2 separate regions of the Mus musculus genome follow, and region 2 is linked to region 1. The links are chromatin contacts, called in public HiCAR-type maps. All regions are on one chromosome and are shown on one strand. The core of a region is the stretch at or near the end of the contact, and the rest is flanking DNA. Distances in the headings are between cores, read along the strand shown.

The links. HiCAR-type assays count read pairs that join an accessible place to other places.
Region 2: a HiCAR-type map of PVALB interneurons shows a contact between it and region 1, with 2.8 times the contacts expected there. The contact joins the promoter of Gpcpd1 here to the enhancer-like site in region 1. A contact is called at or near these places in 3 of 39 promoter capture datasets (the C10 cell line, fetal liver and macrophages), 2 of 15 datasets of contacts at CTCF or cohesin (CD8 T cells and large pre-B cells), 60 of 484 Hi-C or Micro-C datasets (3T3-L1-derived adipocytes, the 63-12 cell line, the AML12 cell line and 47 more), 6 of 115 datasets of contacts at active chromatin or transcription factors (CD8 T cells, the HPC-7 cell line, PVALB interneurons and 3 more) and 3 of 9 other capture datasets (adipose tissue, liver and pancreatic islet).

What each region holds. Positions count from the first base shown.
Region 1 is chr2:132,540,209-132,544,179 of GRCm38.p6, forward strand. Gpcpd1 (glycerophosphocholine phosphodiesterase 1) reads right to left here. Exons shown (of 20, transcript NM_028802.3): 12 at 2,035-2,127; 13 at 77-154. Among named protein-coding and RNA genes, the nearest start is that of Gpcpd1, 36 kb to the right of the region's middle. Within about 2 kb of position 1,638, at least 5 of the 459 cell types and tissues checked have an H3K27ac peak or open chromatin away from gene starts, as enhancers often do. A contact at or near this core is called in PVALB interneurons, where this site is marked.
Region 2 is chr2:132,576,426-132,580,517 of GRCm38.p6, forward strand. Gpcpd1 (glycerophosphocholine phosphodiesterase 1) reads right to left here and starts at 1,823. Exons shown (of 20, transcript NM_028802.3): 1 at 1,643-1,823.

The DNA.
Region 1 (3,971 bases), core at 388-2,887:
GAGCATTACTAAATCAGACAAACGTAAACCATACTAAAGCTGAAGGGATATTTGCATTTTGTGTCACTGTTAATACCTTCAATAACTGGAGTTGGTCAAATGTTAATTCTTTTACTGGGATTTCAAACAATTCAACTGGATCAGCTTCATATTTCTAGTAGAAAGGGGGAGAAATAAATCTGTTTTACCATTTTTGAATGTTTGCACTGCATACACCTACCTTCTCAACTTACTGAAGATGAGAGAGCTGGTAGGTATCAACCATTACCCCATGCAGAAAGGCCCACTACCGGAGCGCCTGTTCCAGCTTTGCTTTTTTTTTTCCTTGTAGTCCCAAAAAAGCCCACAGCCTTTCACATGCTGGGCAAAGGCTCTCATCTTTGAGCTTCTGTTTTTACTGCAGACAGCCAAAGCCACACCCTGAGCCCCTAGCTTCTGTTTTTACTGTAGGCAGCCAGAGCCTGGAAGAAAGAGGCATCTGACGGGGAGGAAGCACCGATGGCAGAGCATGATGCCAGGCGTTCCTCTTATTACTCTTAGTATTACTGCCTCCTTCATGCGGTCGGTATCCACTTCATCTGCCACTGATTCATGCTACATGCCTAGGAAATCAACATGCAAGTACTATAAGCAATTTAATGCTGCAAATCAATTTCTAATTTTTCTAAGCCTTTTAATATTTAAACTACACTAAAAGTGGCAGGTGCACACGCAAACAGTTCTATGAAAATGTGTCTGATTATCTATAAGCAATATTTAAGAACCATGATCTAGCATGTATCCTCCACAGGCAAATCTACATTTTAAAGCCATATCAAATGTTATACTGTAGGAAGTACCACTCTTTAAGGAAATGAATTAAGGTACCACCAATAAATCAACTCAACATTAAAAGTCATTGCGCAAATATATTCACTGATGAGCATTGATACAAACCTGTGTATGCACAAATTTTTTCTGGAAGGACACACAAGAAACTATTAAGAATAAGGGAATGAGATCAAGGGAAGGGGAAGGAAGATTTGTCATTCATTTCATCTTCTGAACTACTTGCATTTAACGGACATGGGTGAATTGTTTTTACATGAAAATGCTAATTAAAAAAAATCAAACTCAAGATAAAAATATATACAATTCATTAGTTTCATTCCCCCATTAGCTCATTTGGATTCAACTGCACAAGACAGTCTGCTGAAAACAAGGGATCAATAATACTCTTCAATGAGCTACGTTAGAAGTAACATTCTCTTGTAGCAAAGTAGATGAATCCTCTCCTTTTGCCCCCCTAAGACAGAAGGGTCCCCATCTGGGTCTGTTCTTAGAACCTCCTATCTGTTAAGCAGGGAGAGCCAGCTATCCTGTCAGATTCTATTGTCCAATAGCAGCAAACTGGCTAACTTTAAACCAGATCACTGAAAATGATATTCAATTAAAAAAAAAATCCAAGTTGAACCTAGTTTAAGTCCCTTAGAAAATACCAGTTTTGTGTACGTGCTCGCCAGCACTGACGAGCACAAGAACAGCAGCAGTGAATCTTCAGGACCCCACACGCGACTCTTCCCTGTATCATCACATGCTCCCCTCTCCTTACTGGTTCTACTGCAGCTGTGTCTCACTGCTCTGTAGTCCTCAAATTCCTGTATCTTCCATCTAGCCTGCCTTGACTGAAAGGCCTCTGCATACTGATGCCACAGCACTCCACCCCAGCTGTGCCAGCTGATTAATTTAAGATATGAAGCAGAAATAGATGGGAGTCATGGGGAAATGACCTTCCTCTTCTGCCTCAATACTGTACCAAGGGACCAATACAGAAAATACTTGACATGTCCATTCATCAGTAACATCAAAAAGAAAATCCAGTGGCACTGCTGCCCGACTCCAGGAAATCACTCCATCAAACCTATCTCTGAATACTATAAAGGCTTAAGAAGACCCGGTAGTAATTCACTAAGCAAGTGAATTCACCAACTGTAACAAATAATAAAAACAAACATCTTATCACAGTAAGCATAAACTACAAGGATGTCAACATACCCTCTTCATGGTCAGACAGCAGGTGAGGTCATGATACACCACGGGCACAAAGTCCTTTGAAAGGTGGACATCAAATTCTACAAATGCTGCGCCCTGACAGAAGAAAAGGAAGCAAGGAAGCAGACAACACATTTCTCATCACAGATCAAAATTTTTTAAGGTAAAATTATAATTTTGTACACAAAGCCATTATAATTTTGTACAATAAAACCACTTCATGAATATCTCGCTTCAAACTTCTCCAACATGGTTAACTGGTCTCTTACAACTTTCTGTTTTACAAAAGTACAACTTTTTCCTGGCCAAATAAAAAGATGTGTGTTGAGGTATTCCCATCCATTTGCAAACACTCACAGCACTAAAAAACAGTGAGAGAGCCTTCAGGGCAATGCCCCTGTCTGTGCACTGAGCAGGAGCACAAGACTCTCTCTCTATTACAGCTACACAACAGAGCGTCAGGAAGAAATGAGGGGAAGAATGCACTACAGAGCCTCCGCGCTCTGCTCCTGCAGTCACCTGAGCATAAGGAGTTAGGAGTACTCGCTGCTCTTGTGGAGAAGCCAGGTTCAGTTCCCAGCTCACAAGTCAGGTCACTCAGAACCATCTACAACTCTGTCACTCTTTTCTTGCCTCAGCAGGGGAGGAATGCACATGATGTGCATGCATGTGCACACAAACACACACACACACACATACATACATACATGCAAATTAAAACTCTTTTAAAAATACCATACTTTTCTAAAAGGGAACTACACTATTTCCTTGTAATTCCCCATACACATGAAGTCACATTTCCTTAGTTAAAATGGTTTATTTTACATAGTCACACATCTGAAAGAGAACTTTACCAAGATGCTGCTTAATTAGCAACAATAAACTAAAACTAGCTACAGATTATCAACTATGGATCAGTATGCCCCTGGATTAGTATATCCTTTCAAATAGAAGACAAAACGATGTATTAATTTTTTTGATACAGGATCTGTCTGTGCAGCCCTATCTGGCCATGAATTCACAGAGATCCAACCTACCCTCAACGCACAAGTGCTGAGATTAAAGATAAGTGGCACTAACAGTTTAAATTACTTTGGGAAGTGAAAGCCATTGTGAAAAACTGTGGGAAGAAATAAAATAAGATGCCCTCTCATCCCCCACCCCAGTTTAAGTGTAGAGCCTGAGTTTCTCTGGTGGAGGACAAAAAATAAACAATGATTGGATAAAAGAAAAAATTTAATATAATCGTTTATGTTTGTTTTTCTTTTAAAGTATAGAATAATTTATTTCAATATGGTACTTCATACAAGTACTGATATATTTTTTAAGTGTCATATAGAGGCAGCCAGATGATAATTCTGTGGGTAGATGTACTTGGCACCAAGTCTGATAACCTGAGTTTACTTTCCAAGACTCACATGATGGAAGTAGGGTACCAATTTCCAAGTTGTCCTCTGACCTCCACATGTAGACAGTGCCAGCAACTCCCCCACCCCCAAAGATACTAAAATGCAATGAGAGTTAAATAAAATCACTACCTTCTACTAGCATTGTTTCTAAAGTAAAACCAAGCATTAGGAACTTTTTATCTCAAGAAAGGAGAGAAGGGGCATGGTGGCTCATACCTGTAATAACTGCAACCCTTGAGAAACAGAAGCAGGGGACCCCCTAAGTTCAAGACCAGCCTGGCTGAACTAAATTTAAGCCATCTTCTGCTATTTTTTTTTTAGACAGCAAGAGTGATCACAAAGTGGGGAGAGTGGTGGGGCATTGTGTGCATGCGCAAGAGGTTTAAAGCTCTTATTTATTTTTTTGCTCTTTCAAAATATCTGTTTAGTTCCCAGCACCCACATAATGATTCTCGAATAGTTGTATCTCCAAGTGTACAGGATCTGACACCTTCTGGCCTCTAAGGAAACCAGACACACAAACAGTGCACT
Region 2 (4,092 bases), core at 573-3,072, 36 kb after region 1:
CTGTTTTTTTGGTTTTTTTTGTTTTTTGTTTTTTTGTTTAAAAAAAAAGTGTGCATTGCAGCCTGTGTCTGGCCCATTTGAAGTTTGTTAAAAGACTCAAGGAGTTTTTAAATGTCACCCACCATAACTTACTGACATCAAAACTTTTCACAGTTCCTCCTGACAAAAAAGTTTATTCTTTTTTGCTGAATGTTTTCAACTGTGGACCTAGCTAGTTTCAGACCTAGCTGGTTTATCAGCTTGAGAAACATACTGGAAATTTAAGCTAACCCCAAAGGGACAGAAACATTTAGCTTACAGCTGAACTGAAAGTGGGTATTTTTAGCTAAAGCACATATTTCTGGCCAAAAAAGAACATCTGTGTTTTCCTTTAAAACTTTTCAAAGAAAAAAAAAGCTGTTTCTAATTCTCCTCGATTCTAGCAGATTCTCAGAATATCCTATAATTAAGAAGCAGGTTAAGTGACCACACTGATGTCTGCCCGTGTTAGTGGGGGGATCACTATGGCCCCATTTCTCAGACCTCCATATACTTTCAGCTAATATTTTAATCAAACATATGCAGACAAGAATGGGTTTTTCATTAAGCAAAGGCATTAGCCTTTGGACAGTCCTTAAGCCAAATTAACATCTCATCATCTTTAGACATGCAGTGGGATTTTTTACAAATGCTTTTCATTTCGTGTTGATATCATTTTCATATGCATTTATTACACGTTTTTATTATATACAAATAGTTGACTCACCCACCAACTTTTTATACACACCAAATATTATTCAGTTTTCTTGTGTTTACCAGTTCTCCGGGTGCAAATTTCCTGTATCTCTCTTTACAGATTTAAATTTTGTTTAGAACACTGATTTCCCCTAGTATGTAAGCCACTGCATGGGGTTTACCAGTTTTATTTTGTGCTGTGTGTTTCTAGAACACTGAGCAATTTGGGAGAGAGGGGAGGCTGACAGCTTGTATTTATTCTTTTCCTTATTGTGTTAGAAATGTAGCAGGCAGCAGCTTGAAGGGCAGAGTTAAGTGGGCAGGAGACCCAGAGTGGCAGGGGACAGGAGTATAAGAGGGGACTCTAGACCCGACCATGCTTGCTGCTTGCAGAGTCAGAGAATCGCTAGAAACCGGCAAACTCCAGGCTTCCAAGCCCTCGGGCTTCTGGCCGGACCCGGCAGATGAAGCAGCACGGGGCAGCCACTGCCTCCAAGCCGGCGACGCCAAGGGGACCGCAGCCCTAAAACGTCACCGAGGGCACGGACGAGGAGCTACACAAAGCCCTGGGTTCCCCCCGCCCGGCTGTACTGTCACCCGGAGTTTCTTTCGCGGGCACTAATTTCTAGGCACTTTGGGGAAAGAAGCAGCTGTCAAAACCGCGCGAGTCACCAGTGCGGGCGCGAGGTGACTGAGGGGGCGCGGAGGAAGGGAGGCACCGAGGGCTTGGGCTCCAGCTCCGCCGTTTTCTTTGTTCCCCTATTCTCCGCCCGGGATTTCCGTGGCTGTCCTGGGTCACGCCGCTCAGTGGGACCGCAGCCGCGCGTGGCAGCCGGGGTTCCAGCCGCACCGCGGCTCCGGAACACCAGGCCGCCCGCCCGCCCGCCCCTCCGCGTGAGCGCCCGCCCGCACCGCCGGCCCCCCTCACCTGCCGCTCCGGGCCGCGCCGAGAGCCTGGGCCGCGGCCGACGGAGCCGAGCGTCAGCGCCTCGCCAGCGCTCCCTTAGGTGGCCCGAGGAAGCAAGGAGCCCAGTTACAGCCGCCTCTCAAACCGGTTTCAGCTGCCCTAGACTAAACTGCCAGCCCACCCCGCGGGGCGGGGTCGAAGGGCGGCGGGGCGGGGCCTGACGTCACGCCCGGTCCGGTCCTGGCCAATCGGCGGCCGCGCGCCGGGGGGCGGGCTGCGTGTTCCTGGAAGGGCTGCCCAGAGACCTGAGGTGGCCCGACAGCCTTAGCCCATCTGGCTGGGGTCAGCTGAGGTACTGAAGGTCAAGGTGGTGCGCCTGTAATCCCAGTGTTGGGGAGGTTGAGCCAGGCAAGTAGACTCGAGTTCGAGGCCAGCCAAGGCTATAAAGTGAGATCCTGTCTCAAAAAAGAGAGCTGAGGGAGCCTGATGTTTTCTGGAAACTGCATTCCTTAGGAAACAATCACAGACTAAATCCTTAAAGCTAAAACAAGGAGCTCAGAACAGCTCAGTGGATAAAGGCATTGACCACATTTGAAGATCTGAGTTCACCCACTGGAATCTACATGGTGAGAGAGACCAGACTCCTGTTGACTTCTAGAAGCCTGCTGTCACAAACCCCAAATAAATAAAATAAGTCAATAAATAAATAAAACCAAACTAGAGTTGTTCTTTGCTTTCTAAAACTACCCTTCCTCTTCTTCCTCCTCCTCCCCTCTCTCCTCTTCCTCTTCCTCCTCTTCTATCTCTGTGTGTGCCTCCAACCCTAAATCAGCCCAAGATCAACCACTAGGTAACTTCTAACACAACATTATGTAATCGGGTTTCACTTCAATTGAGATAGTGAGCATCAAGCAGAATCACCTTTTCGTATTGAAGGTCCACTGCTCTACATCTGCTAATTGCTCGCTGTGACTTCATTTCTCTGCTGTTAGTCATACTTAAGTGGTGTTTTTCAAGAGTCTACTTCCTTTGAATGTTTTTAGTATATCTCATCATTTAGTCAAACTACCATTTGTGCAATATTTATGGTTCGGGATGGTAGATCTAACTCATGCCCCTCCCTAAATCCTCTTAAAATATCAAAAGATCTGCACCTGATACAGATCTGTAATCCTAGAATCTCAGAGGTTAAATCAAGGTTGATATGAGTTGGAGGCTTGCCTGCCTGCGTAATGGGTACTAGACCAGCAACAGCTTACATTACAAGACATTGTCTCAAAACAACAATAAAAGTATGGTTGACCCAACGTATCCTTGAGTTCCACATTGGCAGATTCAAGCAATCACAGGCGAGAAATGGGGGGAAAAATGTATTCGTATTAACATATAAACGAGGGGGAGAGGGATTTAAAAATAAAGGCATATGCTGGGTGGGAAAGATAGCTCAGTAGTTAAGAGTGCTTATTCTTGCAGAAGACCTGGAATTGGTTCCCAGCACCCACATGGCAGCTCACAACTTTCCATAATTTCAGTGTAGGGACTTCAATGTCCTGTTCTGTCCCCGAAGGGCACCAGTCCCATATGTGGTGCATACATACATACACATACATACATACCACACATACATACAAAATAAACTTAAAATAACCCCTAAAGTAAGGGGTATGCATTGCTTATATGAAGATAGTATATTAATCATATAAGAAACCTGAACATTTTGGAATCCTAGTTGAGCTCTGTAACCAACCCCCTACAGATTCTGGGAGATAACTTGAATCCACACTTGAAGGATGGCCTATGGCCAGAAACAGAGGTTTCTACAAGATAACTAGCTAGTAACAAGAGATGATTTACAAAGAAACCTGAATCCATGAAAGTCGAAAAGGGAAGTGTTTACTGTGCATGCCTAGAAACTCTGAGAGCAACCCCTCTATCAGTCGTGGGACTGGTTCTGCCACCACAGCTCCTAAAGGAGGGCTGGGCAAGCCGTGTGTCCCCTCCTCTGGCTCCTGCTCTGTACATGGGATGTTATGGGATGTTATGGTTCCTCGAACATATCGTTAATGAGGTTAATCTGAGAACTAACTTTATTATTACCAGAAGGGCACTGAGTATTTTAAACTTCACAGAAACCCTTAGCATGTGCCATCTCACTGGATTCTGAGACGTATTCTTGGTTGTCTGGGATAAGCACACGATCTCATTTTCTAAGTTTTTAAATGTGTTCATGGGAAAGGTTCCCAGTCTAAGAGCTCAGCCTAGATGTGTGTTCTGCCCGTTACTGCCTGTGACATTATGAATATAAATCTTCAGCAAATGACTCGTTACTACTAATGGACTTTGACAGAGAATTCCAGGGAGCCCACTTACTTTCTGAATTTTAAATTTCCAAGAGGTAAAGTTAGGCTGTTTGATGCTAAAACTGCTCCAGTTCCGGTTTACTGAAATTAGTTTTATTTGATTCAATTTCT